Linked DNA regions of Mus musculus: region 1 is linked to region 2. A link is a contact called in public HiChIP or PLAC-seq data. All regions are on one chromosome and are shown on one strand. The core of a region is the stretch at or near the end of the contact, and the rest is flanking DNA. Distances in the headings are between cores, read along the strand shown.

What was found. HiChIP or PLAC-seq counts read pairs in DNA pulled down with a chosen protein or histone mark.
Region 1: a contact with region 2 is called in a FOXA1 HiChIP or PLAC-seq map of pancreatic cancer cells. The contact joins the promoter of Gpsm2 here to the promoter of Vav3 in region 2. A contact is called at or near these places in 1 of 115 datasets of contacts at active chromatin or transcription factors (pancreatic cancer cells) and 1 of 9 other capture datasets (adipose tissue).

The regions. Positions count from the first base shown.
Region 1 is chr3:108,719,402-108,724,294 of GRCm38.p6, forward strand. It overlaps Gpsm2 (G-protein signalling modulator 2 (AGS3-like, C. elegans)), which reads right to left and starts at 2,898. Exons shown (of 15, transcript NM_029522.2): 1 at 2,640-2,898.
Region 2 is chr3:109,338,647-109,343,279 of GRCm38.p6, forward strand. Vav3 (vav 3 oncogene) reads left to right here and starts at 2,037. Exons shown (of 27, transcript NM_020505.2): 1 at 2,037-2,596. The coding sequence starts at 2,393.

The DNA of each region.
Region 1 (4,893 bases), core at 1,648-4,147, 620 kb before region 2:
GCAGAACTCTAATTTAAAAGGACAAAAAAACCCCAAACCCTCTGTGGAAATAAGGAAATGTGTACTGCAGGCGCTCCTATGGTAGAACTTATTAGGCAAACAGAGTAAGGCGTTCTATTTAAGGGAAGCAACTGAAGCAAAGAGGTGGGGTGTGTAGACACTCCTGGGAAGCACATTGGTCAGAAGTGGAAGAGAACATGACCAAACTGTGAGGCTTGCACTGTCTGGCTGAAGCACCTATTAGGCTCTGTGTGTGTGTGTGTGTGTGTGTGTGTGTGTTTTCCAATGGGAAACTTGTAGGGTTATTATTATTCTTTTTTTCCAACAAAGAAATAGCAAAATTACATGTTAGGACAAGAAACAGGCAGCATCACACAGGGCCAGATGAGGAGACAAGGTGAAAAGTACTGCAAAAACTCAAAACTGACTAAGGAGCCTCTCTGCCCACTCAGGACATCAGTAAATATTCTGTGCACCACAGATGTCCAACCATCTAGGTCTGAGAATGAGGCTGGGGTGTAGCTCAGCAGAGCAGGAAGCAGGTGAGGGCAAGAACTGGGGTTCAACCATCAGGATAAAAGGGAATTCTGTAACCGTGCAAAAACAGAGTTTATAACACATTTCTAACAGTGGAGAAGACTATATTTATATTCTTGCAGATTCAAGTAAACTTTGCTCTGTGTCTTTGGAAAGGTTAAAAGCTATGGGAAGTGTTATTTGCTTTAGAACACACACACAAAGCGAGACCATCGTTACAAGGGTAGATAGATCCCTCCACACTTCATAACAAACCACCGACTGTATTGTGGTTTTAAGTAGAATTATGTGCCACAAGTGGGATTCAGAAACACATGGCCATTTAAGTGCAGTAGCTGGTGCTTTGAGATTAGGGAGTAGTCTCAATCCCACCAGTAGCCTATTAATTACACAGTTTTAAAAACAAATGCCCACAGGTGTGTGGGGTGAGGGTGGGGGTATGTATGTTTGTTTGTTTGTTTTTAGGTAAGTCTTGGAGTACTTTATGGGTAAGAAAGGTGAAGGCTGAGGATGTGGTTTGGTTTTGCTCGGCATACACCTGCCCTGGATTTGACCCTAAGCATGTATGGTGCACACCTGTAATCACAGCACTGGGAGGATGGAGAAAGAGAATCAAAGAGTGCAAGGCCAAATTCAGCTATCTGAGACCCTGTCTCAAAACTACACTGAATGAATGGAGGGAAGGAAGGAAGAAGAAAGTCAGCCAGCCATTTCATACCAGGTGGAATTTGTGCACATATTACAGCCCAGTAGCTGTAATCCCAGCTACTGGGCTGAGACAGGAGGATTCCAAGTTCCAGGCCAGCCCTAAACATTTAGCAACAATAGGTCTCAAATAAATGAATGAATGAATTAATTAATTAATAAATGAATAATCTGGAATTACCTCAGTGATAGAACTCTTGCTTAGTGTTCACATGGTTTAGAGTTCAAACCCAAGTACAGAGGAGGTGAGGTGTGGGGAGCCACACTATATATAGTGCATTACCTTTGTAACTAGCCTACTATTAAATCTCAGGTTTACATCAAAACATACTTGTAATAGTGTATGTCTGACCTACTGAAAATTCAGCTAAACTATTTTTCCGTGGGACACGCTTCCACAATACTCCACAGTCTCTGAATTCATAACCAGTCCAATCCTCGAATTGTAAGTTAGAAATAGTTTGCAAGAGGGGCCTATGAATGCCTAGAACCGGCCGGGCATCCCTGAACTCCCCCACTGCCCTCAAGTCAAAGGACAGGAACCTTCGCTTTTGAACTTAGGCGGAACGAATCTCTGCTCTTAGCACGTCGAAACCCCAGGCAAAAGTGCTCTTTACCAGAAGCAATCACGATGGTTACTAACAAGCCGGAAAATCTTCAGTTTAGCCTTCCAAAGAGGCAGTCTGAAAATTCTGCTTCGCTGGTGACAAAAACTTACAACACAAACCACACAGCAGTCCAATCAACACAAAGCACCGAGAGGAGAGTCAAGAACTTACCTATTCTAAGTCTACCCGGCGTTTAAATAATGCATTAAGGCAAATAAACATTGCCATCATTACTCGTTTCAACAGAGTTCAAATGATACTTGTTAAAGCCACCTAATTGTTTACCATTAAAATACAAGGAAATTACGTTTTCCACTTTTCATCTGAAGATACTAAGTTTACAGCTTTCCGGCTAAGATCTCAAACATGTTACGCTTGCTATAAAGCTGGTTACAACGATCTATCAGTTTCGCTTGCCAGTAAGTCTGGGATCCGAAAAGTTCAGGAGTTTAAATGTGACTTGACAAAGGTGTCTGGTGTGGAGACCCGGGGCCGGCGACGTGCCTGGGATTCGAATCCACTGGGATTCGGCTTTGTATCCACCGTCTGTTACGCTCGGAAAACGCGTGAAGTCGCTGCATCCCAGCAAGTATTTTCAAGGTCTGCAGAAGCCCGATCCCCAGTCTCCCCTCACTTAGGGGACAACAGCCTAAATGGTGCGGGTGCGAAGCCCCCCACGGAGCTCCCGGGTCCCAGCGTCACCCGAGCCCGTCGAGCCTCGGTGGTCCAGAGACCCCCGCCCCACGCCCCCACACACCCCACTGGGTCACCCCCTCAGGCTCCGCTCACCTCCCTCCGGCCCGCGGCTCCTGAGAACAAGGAACCGCTGCAGGGATGAGCGCCTCTGGCCGTAGACTAGGAACCGCGGCGCTTCCCCAAGTCGGGTCCCGGCGGCGACGCCGAGCCAAGCAGGGGCACCGCGGGAGGCTGGCGAGCGCCCCGGGCGCCCGCCCCCGGCAGGTCACGTGGGCCAGAGCTTCGGCCTCCCCCTGGCCTCTCAGAGGGTCTCACCGCCAGCAAGGCTCCCTCAGCGCCTGTACTCCTCTGCGCCTGCGCCTAGCTCCAGGCTCGCCCATTCAAACTGACAACGCCCCGCGTTTTTTGGACCGGCCAATGGCACCGGTGGGGCGGGGCTAGGCGGGTGGAGGGCGGGGCTAGACGAGCCAGGGCTCCCTCCTTCTAAAGATCTGTGTGTGGGGTTTGCCTCTCGGACTGTAGCGCTTGATTCTCCTCTGCTGCGGATAGATCCTCCGCCAACTAGAAGCTTATTGTCCTCGAATTTCTCCTTCAGATGGCGAAAAGTGGGACAATAAACATCAGAGTTCAAGCTGGGTCTAGTTCAGACTTTGAACCCAGGAGCCCCAGTCCACTGCCTCTTTCCCTGCAGGCTCAGTCCCGCCCTGGGAAAGTCTTCCAAGAGGCAGATGTGAGAAAGAAAGAGGCCTGTGTGAAAGGAACAGAGGGTCCCGTGTGAAAGTCTGAACAAGGAGCCTCAGTTCTTGAGGCAGTGTCACACACAGTTCTGGCGTTTCCAGATGTTGGGAAAGCAAACTTCTTCTGACTGCAGGATCGCTGGTTCCCAGGAAAAGCAGAGATGGCGAATTTAATCCGCTCCGGCGGCTTGCATTCCCATTCTATTCATGCCTTCATATCAAGTTCACCAAAAAATAGATCTTAGCTTGTTCATCAAATGTTTAAACTAGAGTCTCTGCTGTGAAGCTGATGACGTTGGTTACATTACATTATCTATAGCCACTGCCTATTTCTCCACTGGGATGAAATTTTAATGTTTTACAGGATTGGGCACCTGTTAAAGAAATTCTAGTTTCAGCATCTCTGTGGTGATGGCCGTGACCACTATATGTGTGTCATGGAAAACTGTATAGAGATAGTGTTAGCACCAGCCAGACCTGGGTTTGAATTTCAGCTCGGGCCTCTTCCTACTGACTGATTTTGAACCAGTTAGGCGTCTGTCCTCTGTAGCCTTAGCTTCCTCAGCTGTAAAACACAGATAATGAGACCTCCTCTAATAAGGTCTGTCATGATGCTTCAGGAGGTAAAGTTTATGAAATGGTTAACACAGCTGCTGACACATCGAAGCTGTTCAATAAGTGGTTCTCTTATTATTATCAGCGAGCACCCTTAATACCAAGTTCTTATAAAAAGCTGAATTAGCTGGTTGTACTATTTCAGAGGTAGATATTATAATTCTTCCATACTCATAAATTCTTTGTGGGAATTGGTACAGTAAACCACAATAAAAAGTATTTTAAATTCTGCATAGCCAAAGCGAATCGTTTCTTTCCTGTGCCCCCTTCTCTCATAGATTGGACTTTTTATCTCAGCTATCAGCAATGTCTATCTTCCTAATCAGTTGAACTGTTTTGTAAATCTTCTTTCCAAACGCATGCATCCATGAGATTGTGCCATTCTTCTACTTGAAGACATTTAATGGTCAAAAAACAAAACAAAACAAAAACAAACAAACAAACAAACAAAAAATAACAAGAGTCAGGTATTGTCTCACATACCTTTAATGCCAGATCTTGGGAGGCACAAGCAAGTGGGTCTCTGTGTGTTTGAGGCCATCTTGATCTATGCAGTGAGATCCAGGACAACCAGGGCTACATAGTGAGACCCTGTCTTTTAAAAAATAGAATATATATTTATATACACCTACTTTTTAATAAGTGTAGTTGAGAGTATTATATATGTAATATAAAATCCACACAGACTTTGAAACTGAAATATGACATAGAATATTTAATATATTTAAAGAAAGAAAAGCATGAGAATAAATGAATCAAGGACTACAAAAACCCAAAACTCTCTATATAAACCATATATAACTATATATGTATATATTTATGATAGCTTATACAAATATCCTCAGAGGACAGAAGGGCAGCAGAACCTAGCCCACACAGACTTTGAAGTGCAAAACGACATAGGTAATAAAATAAGGAAGGTTAATGTATTTAAAGAGACAAAAGCATGAATCAAGAACTGGAAAAAAAAGAGACAAGAACAGGAAGGTTTTCAA
Region 2 (4,633 bases), core at 787-3,286:
AGTCTCTGCTCCACACTTGTCTCTGTAACTCCTTCCATGGGTATTTTGTTCAGGCCCGAGAGTCTTACAAGGTCCACAGTGATACTCCTGTCTATGTATTCATTCCAAGTACCAAGGCGTACTCTTTTTTTTATTCTGACAACCCAACGTGGCAAGGGTCACTTCCTTCATTTTATAGGTGAAGAAAATGAAGGTTAGAAGAATAGAAGTTGCCCAAGGTTATCAAAAAGCAGCTTAACTTGGATTCTAAATCCAGGTTTGTTTACTGGTCGGTACACATGATCTGGATTTTGGAAATATTTTAACAGTATTAAGGGATGATCTGATGCTACCTAAAATGAAATGCTTGGCTAGTCTTTGCTTTTTCCTTATCATCTTTCCTCTTTTCCAGCGCCACTTCTTCTTATGCAGGACCACATTTTAAATGGCAAGTCATGTGTGTTTTGTTTGTAAAGATCTATAATGAGTAACATGGCTTACAGTACTTGCCTCTTTTTGATGGTTTTGCATTCTGAGTTTTTAGGAAAGTGGTAGTCAACAGCCAACCCCCCCCCCCCAAAAAAAATCACATGGAAAATTCCAGAAAGAAAAAGTATATATATTTTATACATTCTTTCACGATTTATGATTATAATGTTCTATTTTATTGCAACACTGCTGTTGATAATCTTCGTGCCTAGGATGCACTTTACAGTTTCGGTGATACAGTATTGCTAAGGATTGATCCTCCTGTAGTTTCAGGCTTTCAAACCTATTATGGTCTAGGAAACATTGTGCTATTGATGGACTCCACAGTGTGCACAGAGGAAGTTGCTGGGGACGGATGCATGCGAGGAAAGGAAATCCTTAGGCTGATTTATTATTGTTTAAGGCTGGTTGTGTACACAGCAGGCCACGCTTGCTACAGTCACGCATAAAAGAAGCGAACTTCTGTCCCAACAGATCATGTACTTTTTAAAAGTTACGTTTTGTCCTGTTTATAAAATCAATAAGATCCACAATCGAAAATTTGAGCTACAAATATCTAATGAAACAGCAGCAGCAGCAGCAGCAGCAGCAGCAGCAGCAGCAACAACAGATATAAAATCCCACCAAACTAGATTTCAATTAAAAAAAAAAAAAGACTAGCGAAGAGGGCATTTACAGGGAGTTGTCAGAGTTCAGTGAAATAATATATTACTACAAAAAGCTTATACACCCTTTTCGGCTTTGTAGGGCAGTGGGAATAAAAAAGACAGGGAGAACCTTGCCTCAGTATGACAGAGTTGACATGTGTGGGTGTGTGTGGGGGGGAACTTTCCAATTTTCCCCAGGGTTCTCCAAATATGCTGACCCAGTCTCTCAGTGTCTCGGTACTGAAGCGATTTGAGCTCAAACCTGGTGGCAAGTCACTGACGCATGCGCGCTCTTGCCTCTGTGTCACCGGCCAGTTTTCTTTTTTTCTCAGGCAGGATTTTGAAGATCAGCAAAAGGCGCTGGACTGCTTTAGTGAACAGTTCCAAGCCTGGGAGATATGCAAAACCTACTTCTTTCCCTCTACCTAGGCTGAAGCTGCAATTGTCCCCACGTCACGCACTTTCAAGGTGTCAAAACATTCTCAGAAGAAACTGACTTTCAGGAAGGGGCTGAGGATGGACCTGGAGGAGGCGGGACCAGGGGCCGATCACAAACTTTCCATGCTGCGTTCTCCAGCTGCGCGTAGTGCACATCTCATTTCTCCAGGCTCCCTGTGTCCCAGTTAAGCCTTGGCTCCTCTGAGACCCTCTTAATTTAAATCGCATTCATTGTTCAGGGTGTCCCCGGGGACACCCCTGCGAATCTCAGTGTTCAGCCACACTTCCTAGGAAGCCGCGCCGATGGGCTAATCCCTGGACGCCCCGGGGTTGTGCAAGCTCCACTCATCCGAGGGTTCACGGGCGGGCGGGGGCGCCGGGATCCCCTTTGTGGCCGCCGCCCCAACTCGGCCCGCTCCTCCCCCCAGCCGCCCCGCCCTCAGCCCCGGACCCCCAGCCAGGGCGGCGGGCACGCTCGCACCCGCGCCTCCGGGGACTCGCGGACCGCACAGACCGGCCAGGCGCGCTGGGCATGCTCAGTCGCGGGGCGCCAGGCTCGCCAGTCGGAAGCCAGTGCTCAGCGGAGCCGGCCGGGGCGCACCGAGAGCGCGCGGCACTCGCTGCTGCAGCGGCGGCCGGGCCGCGGCGCATCCGGGCGGGGACCCGAGGCGAGTCCCACGCGGCGTCCCCGAGCCGCCGGCAGCGGCGCCCGCTCCAGAAAGGCAAAGCGAACCAGGGGCCATCAGCGCGACTGGCGTCGGCGGGGCTCTGACGCTCCGCGGCGGCCACCTCAGAGTCGCTGCCCGCCCCGGCCGGGCCGGGTCCGGGAGCCGTCGGACATGGAGCCGTGGAAGCAGTGCGCTCAGTGGCTCATCCACAGCAAGGTGCTGCCCCCCAACCATCGGGTGACCTGGGACTCGGCGCAGGTGTTCGACCTGGCGCAGACCCTTCGCGATGGAGTCCTGCTCTGCCAGCTGCTCAACAACCTGCGGCCACACTCCATCAATCTGAAGGAGATCAACCTGAGGCCCCAGATGTCCCAGGTATGGAGGCCACCCCGCGACCCCGCTGCCCGTCAGAGGCTCCCATTAATCATCCGGATAATTTCTTTGTGTAAATGCAAACATCTAGGTGCGCTCCGCTTTGCCCTGCCTCTCAGTTCTCAGCTTGGGGGCTTTTCCTCACTTGCCTTGAAATGACTTAGCTTCTAAGCAGAACTAATAAAGCCTTGCGTCGGGAGATGGTGTATGGAATCCTAAAGGTTTCTGGGAGGCGGGAAGAAATAAGTTATCCTAGGGCGCGTTTCACCTTTCTGCCCCCCCCCCCCGTGTGTGTGTGTGTGTGTGTGTGTGTGTGTGATAACAAAGAGGGAGTCGGCTCTAAAATAACAATGAGAAGGGATGAGATGAAGCGGTGGGGTTAATTTTGCTTTGACTTATTTTTTGCTTTCATTTGGTCCTCACGTTCTGGAAAGAGGAACTGTGCCATAGATGAGGACTCTAGGAAGTGGAGGGCGTTTGGTACCGTTATCTGCTCAGAGGAAATAAACCAAGAGGGACACAGAGAGCCTTCCTGAAGTTCCCCACCCCGCCCCCTAAGCCCGTGGCCTGTTAGCAAACTGGAAGGTTGTGTTTATAGCTTGTCTGAAAACGTAAGGGGAGCCAGCCCAGCCTCCCTCACCGGTGGCAGGAAGTGAGAAGTTTTGCTGGAGACTCTGCTTTTTTTCATTGGGTCTTGCGATCAGGTAGCTTGGAGGCACTTGGGCTTCTGTGGCCTTAGCTTGGAGATACCTCTTTGAGGGTTCTGATTAAAATCCAGTCCTGGAAGGCACAGAAAGCAGTGGGTTCCTCAGAGACAGCTCAAAAAGCCACATGCAGCCCAGTGCTGCTTATTTTTTGGGCCGGTCGGAAAGTTTCTGTTAAAAGGATGTTCAACACAACTCAGAACTTCTATTTTCTCTTTCACACGCACACGCACATGCACACGAAAAGAAAAAGAAATGTTTCAACTTAAAAGGGGAAGGAAAGAGACCTTTTAGTGACATATTTTAGCACTAGCCCTGTATGATTCAGAGACTTACCACTTACCCAGAGCTGTGTCCTTGCAGAAAAAAGTGATCTTATGCAGTTTAATAATCTCATAATTAAAGCAGGAACTCCCACACTCTGCCCTGGTTGTCAGTATTTCATCAGGGTCGATCCTCACTTCAAATTCTGTGTCCCCTGTTGGTAAGCAGTCTCCAAGGAAAAAAAAAAGCAGATATATAAGTATTGAGTGCCATATGTGTTTACAATAAGGATCAATTATTTTAGACTCTCTTAGAAACCTGAATGATGGGTGATTGCTAATTCTGTGGACTTGCCCACAATTGTGGCAACCATAGATAGTCCTGTGGAGGGCTTCAGTGGTTGTTTCTGTACTGTCTGAGTTAACTGTTAGGAGTAAGGTTGTGCCACGCACAGGAGTCACTTGTTAGATCTCCAGTTCCATTTGATCAGTAGTCTCAGTAGCAGCATGAAGTCTTGTGCTTTGATGCCACGTGCTGTGCATATTTCCTCGAAGTTTAGTTTCTGGAACTTTCAGCAGTTACTCATCAAAGTGTTCTTAATAATCAAATTTCTCTCTTCTTTCTTTTTTCCTTCCTTCCTTTCCTTTTCTAACTGCCTGCCTGCCTTCCTTCCTTCCTTCCTTCCTTCCTTCCTTCCTTCCTTCCTTCCTTCCTTCCTTTTTGGATAGCTGGGCATTCTTTGACATTCAAGTCTTTATTTGACTGCTGACAGTGCATGGGATCTTGTCAAGTGGATTCTCCTCTTTCTTCTCTTAAAATGCATTATCTATAATGTAATCAGTTTGATGACTGAAGGTCATTATAAGCATCATTGATGAAAAGGAGCAGGGCATGATTCTCTAAGAATTCTATTTCCTACTGAGGCCACCACAGTGAACATATCAAGATAGTTAGTTGCCCTTAAGGAATTATTACACTGATATCAATAAACCACCAGATTATAGTGAGGTAAGTAGGGCAGTGAACTGACTCTTCATTAGATTTTTCTTTTGAGTTTTTAAGTCAGTCCATC